Linked DNA regions of Mus musculus: all the other regions are linked to region 2. The links are chromatin contacts, called in public HiChIP or PLAC-seq maps. All regions are on one chromosome and are shown on one strand. The core of a region is the stretch at or near the end of the contact, and the rest is flanking DNA. Distances in the headings are between cores, read along the strand shown.

What was found. HiChIP or PLAC-seq counts read pairs in DNA pulled down with a chosen protein or histone mark.
Region 1: an H3K27ac HiChIP or PLAC-seq map of extraembryonic endoderm stem cells shows a contact between it and region 2, with 5 times the contacts expected there. The contact joins the promoter of Kmt2c here to the promoter of Crygn in region 2. A contact is called at or near these places in 2 of 484 Hi-C or Micro-C datasets (both in embryonic stem cells) and 1 of 115 datasets of contacts at active chromatin or transcription factors (extraembryonic endoderm stem cells).
Region 3: an H3K27ac HiChIP or PLAC-seq map of embryonic stem cells shows a contact between it and region 2, with 4 times the contacts expected there. The contact joins the promoter of Xrcc2 here to the promoter of Crygn in region 2. A contact is called at or near these places in 1 of 39 promoter capture datasets (the SN4741 cell line) and 1 of 115 datasets of contacts at active chromatin or transcription factors (embryonic stem cells).

The regions. Positions count from the first base shown.
Region 1 is chr5:25,495,941-25,500,837 of GRCm38.p6, forward strand. It overlaps Kmt2c (lysine (K)-specific methyltransferase 2C), which reads right to left and starts at 2,843. Exons shown (of 59, transcript NM_001081383.2): 1 at 2,450-2,843. The coding sequence starts at 2,610. 4831440E17Rik (RIKEN cDNA 4831440E17 gene) reads left to right here and starts at 3,857. Exons shown (of 1, transcript NR_030700.1): 1 at 3,857-4,897.
Region 2 is chr5:24,755,366-24,760,197 of GRCm38.p6, forward strand. It overlaps Crygn (crystallin, gamma N), which reads right to left and starts at 2,483. Exons shown (of 4, transcript NM_153076.3): 1 at 2,458-2,483; 2 at 672-920. The coding sequence starts at 2,478. Gm33591 (a long non-coding RNA gene) reads left to right here and starts at 1,677. Exons shown (of 2, transcript XR_003955727.1): 1 at 1,677-1,929.
Region 3 is chr5:25,703,343-25,708,192 of GRCm38.p6, forward strand. It overlaps Xrcc2 (X-ray repair complementing defective repair in Chinese hamster cells 2), which reads right to left and starts at 2,455. Exons shown (of 3, transcript NM_020570.2): 1 at 2,336-2,455. The coding sequence starts at 2,374.

The DNA of each region.
Region 1 (4,897 bases), core at 1,593-4,092, 740 kb after region 2:
GAGTTCTTTGATTTCAAAGCCAACCTGGTCTACAAGTACCTGGCTAGCCAGAGCTACATAAAGAGAGCCTGTCTCAAACAAACAAACAAACAAACGATATTAGCTTTTGTTTCTTCAGTGCACTCTTTGCAATTCTACACTATTCATTTACTACAAACCTAAATCACATTTGTTACACATCAGTTTCACCTTCTGGGTCCTCACTAACTACAGGCTCTTTTCCTCATGGATACTAATATGGTGTAGAGATACACAATCAAAAACCTCTTTGCTTTCCATTTCACACATTAGTTTCCACTTACATGTTTCCAATACAATTAGAGATTCCACTCCCTTCAAACGTTTTCTAATTTTAAAGAATTTAAAAGTTAGAAGCTAATTACCACTACATTTTACTTCCTTGTAAAGAATTCTGTGTTGCTTTTCAAATCTAAAAAAAAAAAAAAAAAAAATCTAAAACAGAATTGGCCAGAGTGTTCTTAAGACTACACTGTCATTCTTTAGGAAAATGTTTAACTTCTCAAAAGGCCATTTTTTCTTCATTAATAGTGCTAAGAATTAAAATAATTAAGTGGCAATAACTTAAGTGAACCTTCCTCCCGGTTCAAAGGAGTTGCACTAATACACCTTAACTCATCTCAATGGGAAGCACACGGTGTGTGCTCAAGCATTTGCAAGTGCGTGACCCTAACAATGCAAAAATGAGCGCTTGTATGTCTACTCTCTCAAAAAAGAAGAATTAAATGCAAATATAAAACATTTACTTACCTCAAATTAAAGTATAGTAAGATTTTTTAATGTGTTTTGTTTTTTCAAGACAGGGAATTGTCTGTGTTGCCTTGTCTGTGTTGCCTTGTCTGTCCTGGAACTCCCTCTGTAGACCAATTGGCCTTGAACTCCACCTGCCTCTGCCTCCTGAGTGCTAGGCTTAAAAAGATCTTACAGGCCTGTGCCATCATGAACCCTCTTATGAGATGCAGATGTTTTTCAAACAGTGAAATGGGAATGAATCGAAGTAAACTTCTAATATGGCTTAATCCCATGTTGCTTTTTAAAACAGTATTTATGTCAAACTGACCAAGTCCAAAGTTACTCAAAACTCCACAAAACGTCTCCAAATTCCAGTCAAGGCAGGCATAATGTTATCTTATGCAGACCATCACCTTACAAAGTAACAGACAAAATAAACTCGCAACTTTGTATCACAAAGAAGCTAATGTAATAATGTATACATCCTCTATAAAGTGTTTCTCTCAAGATTTTTCACAGCTAGGTAAGAGCTGGCAGGTGATAAAATATACAGGCGACTAAAGGCCCTGGAACATTTAGTAGTAAAAAGATAGCAAACCCTCTCCACCACCCACCCCAAATACACTGTGTCAAGAGCTTAGTGGGTTCCGAGAGGCCAGGGTGCTTGCTTGCTATGGCTCAGTTAACACTATTTTTGCTGCAACCACCAGACACAACAAATGAATGCACGTAAACCAAACAAACAGCCTATCCATAAATGTGCTGACTTCTTCCTGCAAGTCCCAGCGCACCCTTCCACCGCCAACAGTTCAATGAGAATATCATACAATGAAATGAGTAAGCAACACACGCCATTCTGCAACTTTGAAAGACGGTCACCAATCTTCCGCAGCACCCCGAAGAGCCACTATTGCTGATCAACTAACTCATTGGCACTAAAACGGTTTCCTTAATTTTCAAGCCAAGTTGCCGAATAACCACTTTTTAAGACAACACTTCTTGCCCAGTTCATCCACCCGGCACAGTCCTCACGGACGCTCAAAAACAATCGAAAGCCATTGCCTGCCCAGCTGGAGTTGAAGTTACTCGTCCAGCGACGTTTAAAGCTGTCTCCCCTAAACAAAGTGCTCTGGGCCGTCAGCGCCGCGGAACCCGGCCGCGTTCCCGAAACTCCGACTCGCCCGCTTACACCTGGGCCCGTGCGATCCCGAGCGCCGGCTGCGGAGCCGGGCGGTGCGGTTCGGGGCGGTGGGGGATGGGGAGGACAGGCTCGAATGGCTTCCTAATGTATCATTAAGAAGCAAAAGCACCGGTCTGGGAGCAAGAAAAGTTAAAGGAGCCGCGAGCTGACAAAGAGCGCCGGCCGCCGCACCCGGACCACCCGGCCGCGGCGTTTGACAGCTCCGTCCCTGGCGCCCACAGCTTTGTGGCTCCGAGAGGCCGGGCCGGCAGCAAGCTGGGCGTGCTCGGCGGGGCGTGTGCGGACGCCGGGCTAGGCCCTGGGGAAGCCGCCGGGCGGTTCTCCCAGAAGCGAGGCCGAACTCCAAAGTAAAGTGCGCGGCGCGGCCGGCGGGACCTGCGCGGGCGCCGCCGAACCGGGCCGCGCCTGGGCCGCCCCGCCCCCACCGGGCCGGGGGCCTGACAGCTCCGGGCCGCGCCGCCGCTGGCCGCCCGCCTGGCTCCCTCGCGCTCAACTTACTTCTTTCTGGCTCTCTGGAAAGGGGAAGCGCCATCTTTGCGAGGCCGGCCCCGAGGTCTTTTGTCTGCGGCTGCGGGGCTCGGGGCCGGGGCTCCGGGCTCCTCGGGGGGTGCTGGCGGCGGCTGCTGCTGCTCCGCGCTCCGGTCCTCCTCCGACGACATCCTAGTCACCAGGAAAGACACATGGATCCCCGTCCTCCTCCTGGGGGGCTCCTCCCGCCGCAGCGGCCGCAGCCGCCGCCGCTGCTGCTGCTCGAGTTGCTCCTCCCCGGCTCAGCCTCTCGCATTTCCCGCAGCCCCGGGAGCAGCAGCAGCAGCAGCAGGTACCGGGAGAGGCGGCAACATGGAGCTAGCAGGACACGCACTCACACACATCGGCGCGGGCGCGCGCACTCGGCGCGCAGGGGCCGGCGGGGGGCGGCGGGCAAGCGGGCGGGGCGGGCGGGGCCGGCCGCGCGGGGCGGGGCGCCGCGGCCAAGGCTGGGGCCGGCGGGGCCGGGCCGGAGGGCGGCGCCGAGCGGGGCGGGGCGGGGCGCGACGCGAGGGGCGCGGGCCGGGGGCGGCCGCAGGGGTCTCCGCCCGGCCCCTCCCCCAGGCCGCCCGCGGCGGGAGGAGAAAGGGCCGCGGAGGGGGGCGGCGGGCCGGGCCGGGCCGGGGCGGGGCCAGCCACCCCTCCCCCGCGCCGTCAGCCCGTCAGGCCCACGCCGCGGCGAAGTTTTGACAGCTGCTCCAGTTGTTGTGGTGGGTTCCGGGGTGGTGCGAGCGCCGGCCCCTCGGTCGCGCGCTGGCGATCGCTCCCTCACACACTGCTCGCTCACGGCGTTCCCTGTGGCTAGCTCCCTCACGCTCGGTTCAACGCACGGCTAGCTCTCGCTCTTCCCTATCGTTTGCCCGCTCTCCGGCCGGCGCTTTGCTGCCTCACGCTCAGGATCGCTCCCTCACGCTAGCTTTCGGCCCCATCAAGCTTGGCTCCCTCACGCTGGGATCCCTCTCGCTCGCTCGCGAACGCTCCCCCACGCCCGCTCTCTCTCTGGGGGCAGCAAAGGAGGAAGTTTTGCGGCTGTGCGTTCACCACACAAACAACACACGCACACGGCAGTGGCCGTCGCGCGAGGCCTGCACCCGGGTCCCCCGGGGCGACCCGCACCACAGACCTCTCAAACTCGCCGCCGGCTCGCCCACACACAGGCGCCTCCCGCCCCCGCCCCCAGCGCGCTGCTGCCACTCACGGGGCTGAGTCCGCGCATGCGCCCCGCGCTACCCGGCCGCCGCCGCTGACCTCACCGCCCCTCCCCCGCCCGCTCTGACGCGGCGGTGGCTGCAACTCGGGCTCTGGCGGGCGCTAAGCTGCGGACCGGGCATCCGGGATCAGGGTCCAGCCCGGCCGGAGGAGGGGGGAGGGATCGATGTAAACACTCCGGAGCGTGCACCCGCGTGCGGTGCGCGCACGTGCGTCCGCGACCCCCTGCGGGCGTGGGCCGCTCCAGGCCTGGCGGAGTCCCACGTAGGCTTCCCTAGTGCGGCGCAACCGTGGCAGGACAACGTTAGATCCTAACTCCAGCTGTAGTTTCTCCGTCCGACGTCATGTTTTAAACACCGTGAGACCGGAGGCTGCCGTACAAAAAACCAAGCGGACAGGTTGAGTGGGAAAAAAATGTCTCTACACCGAGAGAAATGCATCAGCGTGAACGTTGTGTGTGCTCAAGATTTAAAAATGGAAATACTGCTAAGCTGTTTCCCATTAAAAAAAAAAAAACGATTCGTTAAAAATGGGGCCAGAATTGCCCAGGACGCCGCGTTTCGTTTGCACTATGGATTGCCTTGTAGGAGTGAGAAATAGTAGAGATGGGAAAACGGATCTGTGGAGCGGCGTGGAAGGCTTAGAGTAGCCTGTCAGGCGCTGAGCTGCTCGGAGCCTGGAATCCGAGCGCACTTTGCGATCAGTTCTTTCCATTCTCAACAGTTTCAATGCTGGGCAAAAAGAATACACTTGTTTCTAGAGGTCCTGTTCACCTTCCTGCCACCCAATAGCCAGGCTATTAACATTGAACTGGGCTTCGCATCTGGATCAAACTTTGATCGTCTAGTGCATATTATAGCTGTAATCATTTGTTTGTTTGTTTATTTGCAGTGGCTAAAGTTGAATCGTTGAATCATTTGAATTGATTGCAAGTTTAATCCCTTGCAGGCCTTTTCAGCTTTATTATATGTACAGTCAAAGGAAGCTTGGAGCAGGGAAGAAAGCTGCCATATGAAAGGTAAGCTACAAATTAAAAGGAGAGAGGAAATTGGGGTTTCTAGACAAATTAAATTACTTGTCGTTGTGGTATATTGAACCCAGAACTGCACACACAGCTAAGCTAACACTCCACCACTGAGTTTTATCCCTAGACGGAATCGTTTTTAAAGATTTTTTTTAAGAAATGTTTTTTGTTTGTATTCGTGTCCG
Region 2 (4,832 bases), core at 1,233-3,732:
TCCAGATTTCTTACTGTCCCCTGGGCACTTTGGCCTCCTCCATGTTCCATTCCAAGTTCAGAGTGTTGAAGGCCAGCATAGTGCTGCCTGGGTACGTGTTCATGCTCAAAGCAGCCATGGTGTGTGTGCGTGCGTGTGTGTGTGTGTGTGTGTGTGTGTGTGTGCGCGTGCGCGTGTGTGCGCGTGCGTTCATGGACATGGGAGTACACCCAGGCACATGTATGAGCTGTGTGTGGGGCTGGGGTTGCAGGTGAGCTGTCACATCTGCTGCATGCAGTGCTTAGTTATGAACTCAGGCTCTCACGCTTGTACGGCAGGCATTTACAAACATCTCCCCGGTTATAGTTTTACTTTTGATGAGGGCACCCCTATTCAGTGACAATCCAAACATATCTCTAGTCTTTGAAATTTAGCTACATGCTTGGCTCAGAAATGTAGAAGGATTCCTCGGCAAGTCCCAAGGGCTCATGTGTTCTATCTCTGATCCATCTTGGTCTTCCCAGCATCTTATCTCATGTCAGGGTGAGTCTGGACAGGGTCCTCTCAATTTTAAAGATTTTATTGTTGGGAGATGCTCGTACTTCTAACTAAGCGCCCATGTGACCTTCCACTACTTAAGCTGCTGGCTCCCCCCCACCCCCAGCCCCACCCCCGTGGAGTATCTCACTCACCATGCCCACAGGCCGACAGGAGCCCATGTGGTCGTTGTGGCCATTCCAGCGGAAGAATTCAGGGTAGTCACCATGCTCCAAAATGAACTGCTGGCCGCGGAAGTCAGGGTGATCAAAGCAGACCCAGGCTCCGCTCTCCACACGGATGGAATTCACCCGGTTCATAAAGCCTTGGTCCTGGAAGTTGTCACAGTCCCCAAACACCTCCAGCTTCCGCCCTGTGAAGTGCTTGCCCTCGTACAGAGTGATCTGGAAAGGCCAGCTGAGAGGTCAGGAGCAGGGGAGTCTCCACTTCTGGGCCCCAGCTGAACTACACACACACACACACACACACACACACACACACACACACACTCACATGTGTGCATGGGTGTACTTAGCATTTGTTGTTAAACATAACACAATATCATTAAAGGACATGTTTTTTAAGGCATAAATATCATAGAGAACAAGTCAAAAAGTGAGGTTCCTAATACTGAAATTCCAACCCCTCAATAACTTTTTGGATCTAAAGAGCTGTGGTCCCAGAAGGACCCTGTGTCGGGGGCTTCTCTACATCCGGACCTCAACCTCCTCCATGGTACCCAGACTTTCATTCCTTCCCATTACAGTGGATGCCCGACAGTGCCGATGGAGCAGAGAATGAATGGGCAGCTGGCTGTTATCAGACATCACTGGGCTCACAGTGGGACAGACACATTGCCCAGATATCTGGGGACAAGGGTATTGGGGGTGGGGTGTTCAGGAGAGGGCTAAGTGTCACTCACCCCTTTGTCTTCTCTACTTCACCCACTCCTTTTTTTTTTTTTTTTTTGAGATAGGGTTTTTTGTTGGTCTTCATTTTTGTTTTGTTTTGTTTGTTTTTGGTTGTTACTTGAGACAAGGTTTCTCTGTGTAGCCCTGGCAGCCTTAGAATTTGCTCTGGAAACTGGAATGGAACTCAGAGATCCTCCCCCCGACCCCCACCTCTGCCGCTGTGCTGGGATTAAAGGCGTGCACCACCACTGCCAGGTTTTGAGAAAAGGTCTTAGCTATCCCAGATTGGCCTGGAATTTATCAATAGCTAGGAAGGACTTTGAACTTTGATCCTTCTGCCTCCATTTCCTCAAAGCTGAGACTACAGCCAAGTACCACTGTGCCTGGTTTATTCAGTGCTGGGGACAGACCCCATAGCTTTGTGCATTTAGTTAAGCATCCAGCAACTGAGCCCACTTGTTAAGAATCTCTGAAGGCCAAAGAGTTTTGGATACTACAGAAGGTAAGGGGTAAAGGGGTAGCCATAGTGGTGGGTGCCCTCCCTGCATAAAGCAAGGCTGCTAAGGGCCTCTAGAACATTCGGGAAGATCTCAGCATTCAAAGGATTTGGAGGTTCCCTACAATTTCCACATACTGCATAGAATCAGCCTCAAGTCAAATGGGGAAAGAGCTTGGAGGGTGGGGGGTCAGAGGCCACATTTAGACCACCCACCCTGTAGTGAGGAAGGGTGAAGAGGCTGAAAGAAATGCTGAACCATGTCGGTTACCAGAGATTTACCACTCTAAGCCAGAAACACCGGGCCTGACCAAGCTCCTCCTGACTTTGGGAATCCCTTAGGAGAGGTTTGGGGGAGAGGGCGACCTTCCTACCCACGTACTCCATACACGCCCTCAGCCAACCAACAGAGGGAGTTTGCCCCATCTCATTAAGAAGCAAGTTTTGCTTAACTTTGTCAACCCCGAAGAACACCTGGGGTCGGTCTGTGCCCTCCCCACTAGCGGGGCTCCCCGAGGCTGCTGGGGCACTCACCTTTCCCGAGCGTTGCGCCATGGTGTATCGCTGGCCACTGCGAGACCCGGTATATACTCTGTGGCGCCTGCTGGCTCAGCGCCCCCAGGGACAAAAGATTTGCTTGGCCTGGCACCCGCGTGTTAGTGCTGTCGGGCGTGCTAAGCCGGTGCCCTGACCCACCCGCCGCCCCTGTGTTACACACAAGTGACCAAGTCCTCAATGCCTCTTGACCTGATCCTTCCTGTCCAGCTCGTTGCTTGCTGCCCTGCTGAGTCAGGGCTCGGGAGAGTCCCTTCAACCTCTTGTTTTGCCTCCTCTCTGCCATAGCTGTGGCCTCCCAGACTGTGCTCTGACACTCGGCACAACCTATAATCAGTCCTATGAAGATCCCAGCTGACATCTGCCTTGATGCCCCGCTGCTTGCATTAGGGGACTTTCAGTACTTTGTGCTGTAAGTACAAAGTGTTTCAGTACCTGAGCCCTAACGCTAGACCACCTGGGATGCCAAGAATCTGTTTATAGGGTGATGTGCCCACTAAACTGAGGTGCCAGAATTTGCCAGGCCCACAGGCATTTGGAGTCTATTGAAGCCTGAAGAGCAAGCACTACAAACTGCTGGGAAGCTGGGGAGCTGGGGTCAGACTCTGAGATCAAAGGAGAGAGCCACTCCAGGGGCCTACACTCTGCACTCTGGGGAAGAGCTCATGGGCCCTCTTACCAGCAGAGTATAGATAAGACTTCCTAGGACAGAGACAGGGCCCGGAAATCCTTGGGCAGAGGGATGAGTCTTGGGTCTTTGCTATGGGAAGTACTCAAGGCGGACAGTGAACTCCTTGACAGTTTCTTCTGAAGACCCCCACTAGGAACAGCTTACTGCCTTCACCAGCACACACACTCCAACACAAAGCAAATTGTGTTTGTCTTTATGAAGGCATAAAACTGAAACAGCGGGGACTGGCGAGATGGCTCAGTGGTTAAGAGCGCCGACTGCTCTTCTGAAGGTCCCGAGTTCAAATCCCAGCAGCCACATGGTGGCCCACAACCATCCATAATGAAATCTGATGACCTCTATGATCTCTTCTGGAGTATCTGAGGATAGTTACAGTGTACTTACATATAAAAAATAATAATAAAATAATAAAATTTAAAAGAAAGAAGTTATAGATCATTAAAAAAAAAACTGAAATAGCATTCTGCCAGTTTAGAAAAGTGTGTGTGTGTGTGTGTGTGTGTGTGTGTGTATGTGTCTAAGACAGCCTCTCCAGTCAGCCCTTGTCCAACACCTTGTTAGGGAAAATAGGCCTAGCAACATCTGAGGATTCTCCTGTCTCTGCCTCCTCTCTGGCAGTGGGATTGCTGGGGTTCCAGATATTCAATCCCCTGGCTCCATGTGGGTTTGGGGAGCTGAACTCAGGTCCTCCTGCCTTCCTGATGTGAGGGTTCTCTAGAAGGCAGAACACGTACTGTTGGGGTCCAGGAGTCACCCCACAGATCACACAAGCACCTCTCTCAATCAGACAGGGGTGGTTTATTAAATGCACTAAAAAGCTGGGATTCAGCTTCTCTGTTGGTCCCTTGGCTGCTGGCATCAGAGTCCGGTTCCTCGGCCTTCCAGTGTGTACTGATGGCTAAGTCTTTCTGGGAATCCTCTAGGCCTTTAGCAGGAGATTGGGACCATAGCTCAGAATTTGGGGGTTGAGGCTACAAGCCTAAACATCTTTCTCTGTCAGCCTATAAGGACTAAAACAGTAAAACCCACGGTGAGCTCACATGCAGGTTCTGAAAGTACTCTGACTCAAGCCATTTTAGACATGACAGTTCCTATTGACCTTTAATTTGATGGGTCCTATGTGAAGCCTTGTGGAATTTCTTAAGATTATCAAACCTCATTCTGTATGTATCATAACATACAGAATACAACAGGGCATGTGAGCATGACATTGCTCTGAGTCAAGTTATTTTTCTGTGTCAATGACTGGCAGGCATATTACAGCAACAATATGAATTGCTGGCAGGCCTGGAACAAAGTGGTTACATCTATGTTGGCCAGGACAGGCCTCAACATATACCACATACATACACACACACACACACACACACACACACACAAAGATGAGAGGCTCTATCAGTCTGGCTGGATAGTCTAACAATGGCTATCTTCACACTGGAGAGTCTGAGGGACAATGGCTCTCAGGCCACGAGCTTGACCAATCAGTAGCCCCAATCTATTCATTAAAGCTGGGTCACCACTAGAATGAAACCACCTACATGTGGGTGAACCTTCCTGTTTCAGTTCACGTAATTCAAAGAACCTAGTGGGGAAACCCCCACTCAACTTCCGATTCGGTGTGCACCCAAGAATCACGAATAGAACACAACACCTTGATGTAACA
Region 3 (4,850 bases), core at 1,205-3,704, 950 kb after region 2:
AGTTTGAGGTCAGTCAGCCTGGTCTATGGAGTGACTTCCAAGACAGCCAGGAGTATACAGAAAAAACCTGCCTTGAAAACAAAAAATAACAAAAACAAAATAATGTATTTCAGGGGCTGGAGCAATGGCTCTTGCAGAGGGTTAAGGTTCAAGTCTTACTACTGACATGGCAACTGAGAACTGTAACTCATTTCCAGGGAATCTGATGATCGTCTGGGTTCTATGGGCCCAGGCATGTACGACGTATACACATATGTACAAGGCAACAATTTATATAAATAGAAAAGTTTGTAAGTCTGTGATTACACAAAACTAATTATTTTTAAATAAATGCTATTTTGTCTTACTTAATATCTGTCTATGACAAAGAGGCAGCTCTGTAGCTTCTTTTTTCCCAGTGAAAACCAGACACCGTTATCAATATTTATTGTGTATTATGAAGTTGCCATGTTCAGTGCATTTAGAGAAAAGCCTGGTGGGTGACCTGGGAGGGAAGTGAGAAACAGTATTGTGGTGTGTGTGTGTGTGTGTGTGGTGAGTGTGTGGTGTGTGTGTGTGTGGTGTGTGTGTGTGTGCATGTGTGTGTGTGCGTGTGGTGAGTGTATGTGTGTGTGTGTGTGTGTGTGTATGGTGTATGTGTGCGTGTGTGGTGAGTGTGTGTGTGTGTGGTGTGTGTGTGTGTATGGTGTATGTGTGCGTGTGTGGTGAGTGTGTGTGGTGTGTGTATGTGTGTGGTGTATGTGTGTGTGTGTGTGTGTGGTGAGTGTGTGTGGTGTGTGTGTGTGGTGTATGTGTGTGTGTGTGTGTGTGTGTGTGGTGAGTGTGTGTGGTGTGTGTGTGGTGTGTGGTGTGTGTGTGTGTGTGTGGTGTGTGTGCATGTGTGTGTGTGTGTGTGTGTGTGTGTGTGCGTGTGTGTCCGTCAGGCTGGGTTTACACAGGGAGATGCGTACTCCACCTATTTCTTAAAGCTCGCTTCCCAACATTGTCTTTGTTCCGACTCTACAGAACCACTGGCTGTTCCCCTAAAGCAACCTTCTTAACGCTTCAACCCCGTAGCACAGTTCCTCCTGCTGCAATGACTCCCAACCATACAATTATTTTTGAAGCTACTTCCTAACTGTCATTTTATTACTGTTATGAATTGTAATGTAAATATTTTTTGAGATAGAGGACTGCGAAAGGGGCAGTGACCCACAGGTTGGAACTGCTGCCCTTGCTAAGTTCAGACCATACCTGAGCTGCTCCCTCCTCAGCAGCAAACCACTGAACAGTCCTTACAGTGCCAGTTCAGGGGCTGGGAACGGTAGCTCTGGTGGCAGATCCCATGCCTAGGAATCATGAAAGCCTGGATTCCATCCTTGGCAGTGGATAACAGGGCACTGTAGCACACACTTGTAATCCTAGCATTCCGGAGGCAGGACGGTCAGAAGTCGAAGGTTAGGGGCCAGAGAGATGGATTTCAGTTAAGAATGGGTTTTGCTCTTACAGAGAACATGAGTTTGGCTCAGATAACTCAATTGCTAATAACCCCGGCTCCTGATCATCTGACACCTTTTCCTCTGGCCTCCAAATTCATCTACACACATGGGTACATACCAACCCACAGACACACATTCATTTACATAATTTCTACAAATAAATAACTAGGACAAGGTTATACTCAGCTGCACGGCAAGCTCAAGGCCAGCGTGAGCTACCTGGATCCCCTCTGAATACATTTAAGTTAGCTCCTCCTACAATTTGTCTTACCCTCTTTTGGAGAGGCATGCTTTTACCATATGCTGTATATTTTACAGAAGCTTCGATTATTACATTTTGTTTTGTGAGAGAGGGTCTCACTATAGAGCCCTGACTGGCCTGGACCTACCTATATAAAGGCTAACTTCAAACTCATAGAGATCTGCCTGCCTCCGCCTCTTTAGTGCTAGGATTAAAGGCGTGTACCACCATGCCTGTTGATTAATTTTGTTGTTGTTGCTTCTTATTCCCAACTCTTGGCTGACAGTACTCGAACAAGTAACACACGTTAACGTTTAACGGTTCCTGAGTGAAATGGCTTGCGTGGCTCTGGAGAGATAGACGACAGGGGTATTCTGGGATACAGAAGGCCGGATGCCACAAACAGGTTAGTTAGAGGTGAAGCAAGCTACCTAAATTTAGAAAACGTCTACTGATGCCTCAACTGGTGGTCCTCCCTTCCCCAGCTCCTGCTGCACGGCTCGCCATCCCTGACCGGTTCACTGGCGGCTGTCGCGCCGCCCCACGGTGGCCCTGGGCGCCGCTCGGCGACCTCCCCCTGTAGTGCGCGGCCCTCCCGTCGCCCCGCGGCTCTCACCTCTGTCCCGGATTCCGCTCTGCGAAAGTCGCTACACATCGCCCGGCCAGCTCCGCGGGTTCAACCTACCCGCCAGCAACGCCATTTAGCAAAAGCGCGAAAGACGCAGCCAGTCAAAGCAATGACCCTGTGTGCGCGTGCGCACTGTGCGGGCTCGGAGCCAGAGAAGCCGAGGGCATGCGCAGTAAAGCTGCGGCGCCCTCTTGGTGACGCCAGTCTCCTGCGTTTCCTTTAGTCCTTATGGTCCTTATGTTATCTTCAGTTACTCATCTCGACGGGTCTTTATCAGGCAAAATTAACATGTACGTGATTTCTAAATCTTATTTAGTTTTTTGTTTTTGTTTTTTAGAGACGAACTTCCTATGTAGTCGTGGCTGTCCTGGAATTCACTATGTAGACCAGGCTGGCCTCGAACTCACAGAAGTCTGCCTGCCTCTACCTCCTGAGTGCTGGGATTAAAGGCGATCACCACCACTGCCCGTGCTTACTTGTTCTAAAGAAACTTAAAGTACATCTTCCTGCCACGGTTGTGTATGCCTGTGATCCTAGCACTCGGGAGGCTGAGGCAGAGAATCACCAAGAGTCGGATCAGGCTATAGTTTGGGCTGTAGTATGAGATTGTGTCTCAAAGGTACTAGGACAAAAGTTTACTGATTTGGGCTTTTGGTGTGTCAGTGGTCCCAACAACTCCTGAGGCTGAAGCCAGATAATAGTTCGAGCCCAGGAGACTACTCTGGGCAGAACAGCATAACCAGATTAACAGGAGAAGTAACACCGTTACTGAGCAAGCTCGCTCTTCTTGTCCTTTCTTGAGGCAAAAGCCTATGACTGGCTGTGGTATTTATAGATAACTGGGGTGGGAAGAGAAAAATGTATATTGAATTGAAAAGAACTGTGGAAATACACTGAGCCTGTGAAGTTTTCAAGCTCTTGGTTTGGTTAGGTTTGTTGTTTGCCTTTTGTTTGTTTTCTTTCTTTCTCTCTCTCTCTCTTTCTTTCCTCCTTTCTTTTCTCTCTTTTCTCTCTTTTCTTTCTTTCTTTCTTTCTTTCTTTCATTCTTTCTTAGATATTTTCTTTATTTACATTTCAAATGCTATCCCCAAAGTCCCCTATACCCTCCCCTCGCCCTGCTTCCCAACTCACCCACTCCCATTGTCTGGCCCTGGCATTCCCCTGTACTGGGGCATATGATCTTTGCAAGACCAGGGTCTCTCCTTCCATTGATGGCCGACTAGGCCATCCTCTGCTACATATGCAGCTAGAGACACAGCTCTGGGGGAGGGGTACTGGTTAGTTCATATTGTTGTTCCTCCTATAGGGTTGCAGACCCCTTTAGCTCCTTGGGTACTTCCTCTAGCTCCTTCATTAGGGGCCCTGTGTTCCATCTGATAGATGACTGTGAGCATCCACTTCTGTATTTGCCGGACACTGGCATAGCCTCACAAGAGATAGTTATTTTCTTTTGTTTGTTTTTCTCAAGTTCTAGAAATACAGGCCAGCAGCACTCCTATGAGATTCTAGGCATTGGCACTTTAGTGCATGCTAGTTAAGCACTCTTGCAGATGAATTATATTCCCTGGCCCATTGTGTTAAGATCTTGGGTGGAGGAAGGAGTGGAGAGGAGAATAGTTTTCTTAACTGTTGCCTGTCAAACGCCCACTGATTAGATAGATAGAATATTTATACTCTGTACATCTCTGAGTACAAATCTTATGTGTACAGTACACATGAATGTCTGTACAAGACATACTACCACGCATCAGATTTGAACTTTTCTAGGAGCGTGTCACAGTAGACATGCCTGAATGGAGTTTACAACTTACTAGGTCAGTTGCTGGAACTTTCCTGAAAATTCCCTTTCCAACAGATTTGTAGGTTGTTTTCTTATGAAAAGGTGTGAGGTTGGCTCTGTGTCATTTCTCTGTCTCTTGTCATATTCTTGAAGAATTATCTGTGGTGGCTAGTTTATGTCATCTTGCCATAACTAGAATGTTTTGAAAGTTGGTGCCTCCATAAGATTTGACTGTTTTCTCTCTCTCTCTCTCTCTCTCTCTCTCTCTCTCTCTCTCTCATCCTGTTGTTTTTTTTTTTCTAAAGACAGGGTTTCTCTGTGTAGGCCTGCTGTCCTGAAACTCATGTAGACCAGGCTGACCTCAAACTCATAGATTTGCCTGTCTCTACCTCCCAACTGCTGTGATTAAAGGTGTGTACCACCACTACCACCAGCAGCTAGGGAATTTCTTAATTAGTGATTGATGGAGGGGGGCTCAGCCCATCGTAGGTGAGGCCATCCTTAGGTTAGTGGTTTTGAGTTCTATAAGAAAACAGGCTAAGCAAGCTATGTGGAACAAGCTGGTAAGCAGCACCCCTCTATGATCTCTGCATCAGCTCTGATGAACTTGAGTAAATTAATTTGGAATCATTTAATACTAATGCTAATCATTTAATACTAAATATCCTTAGGAAAAAAATCTCTAAGGTTATCAGTGTATATATTTCTTTGAACCAAAAACTT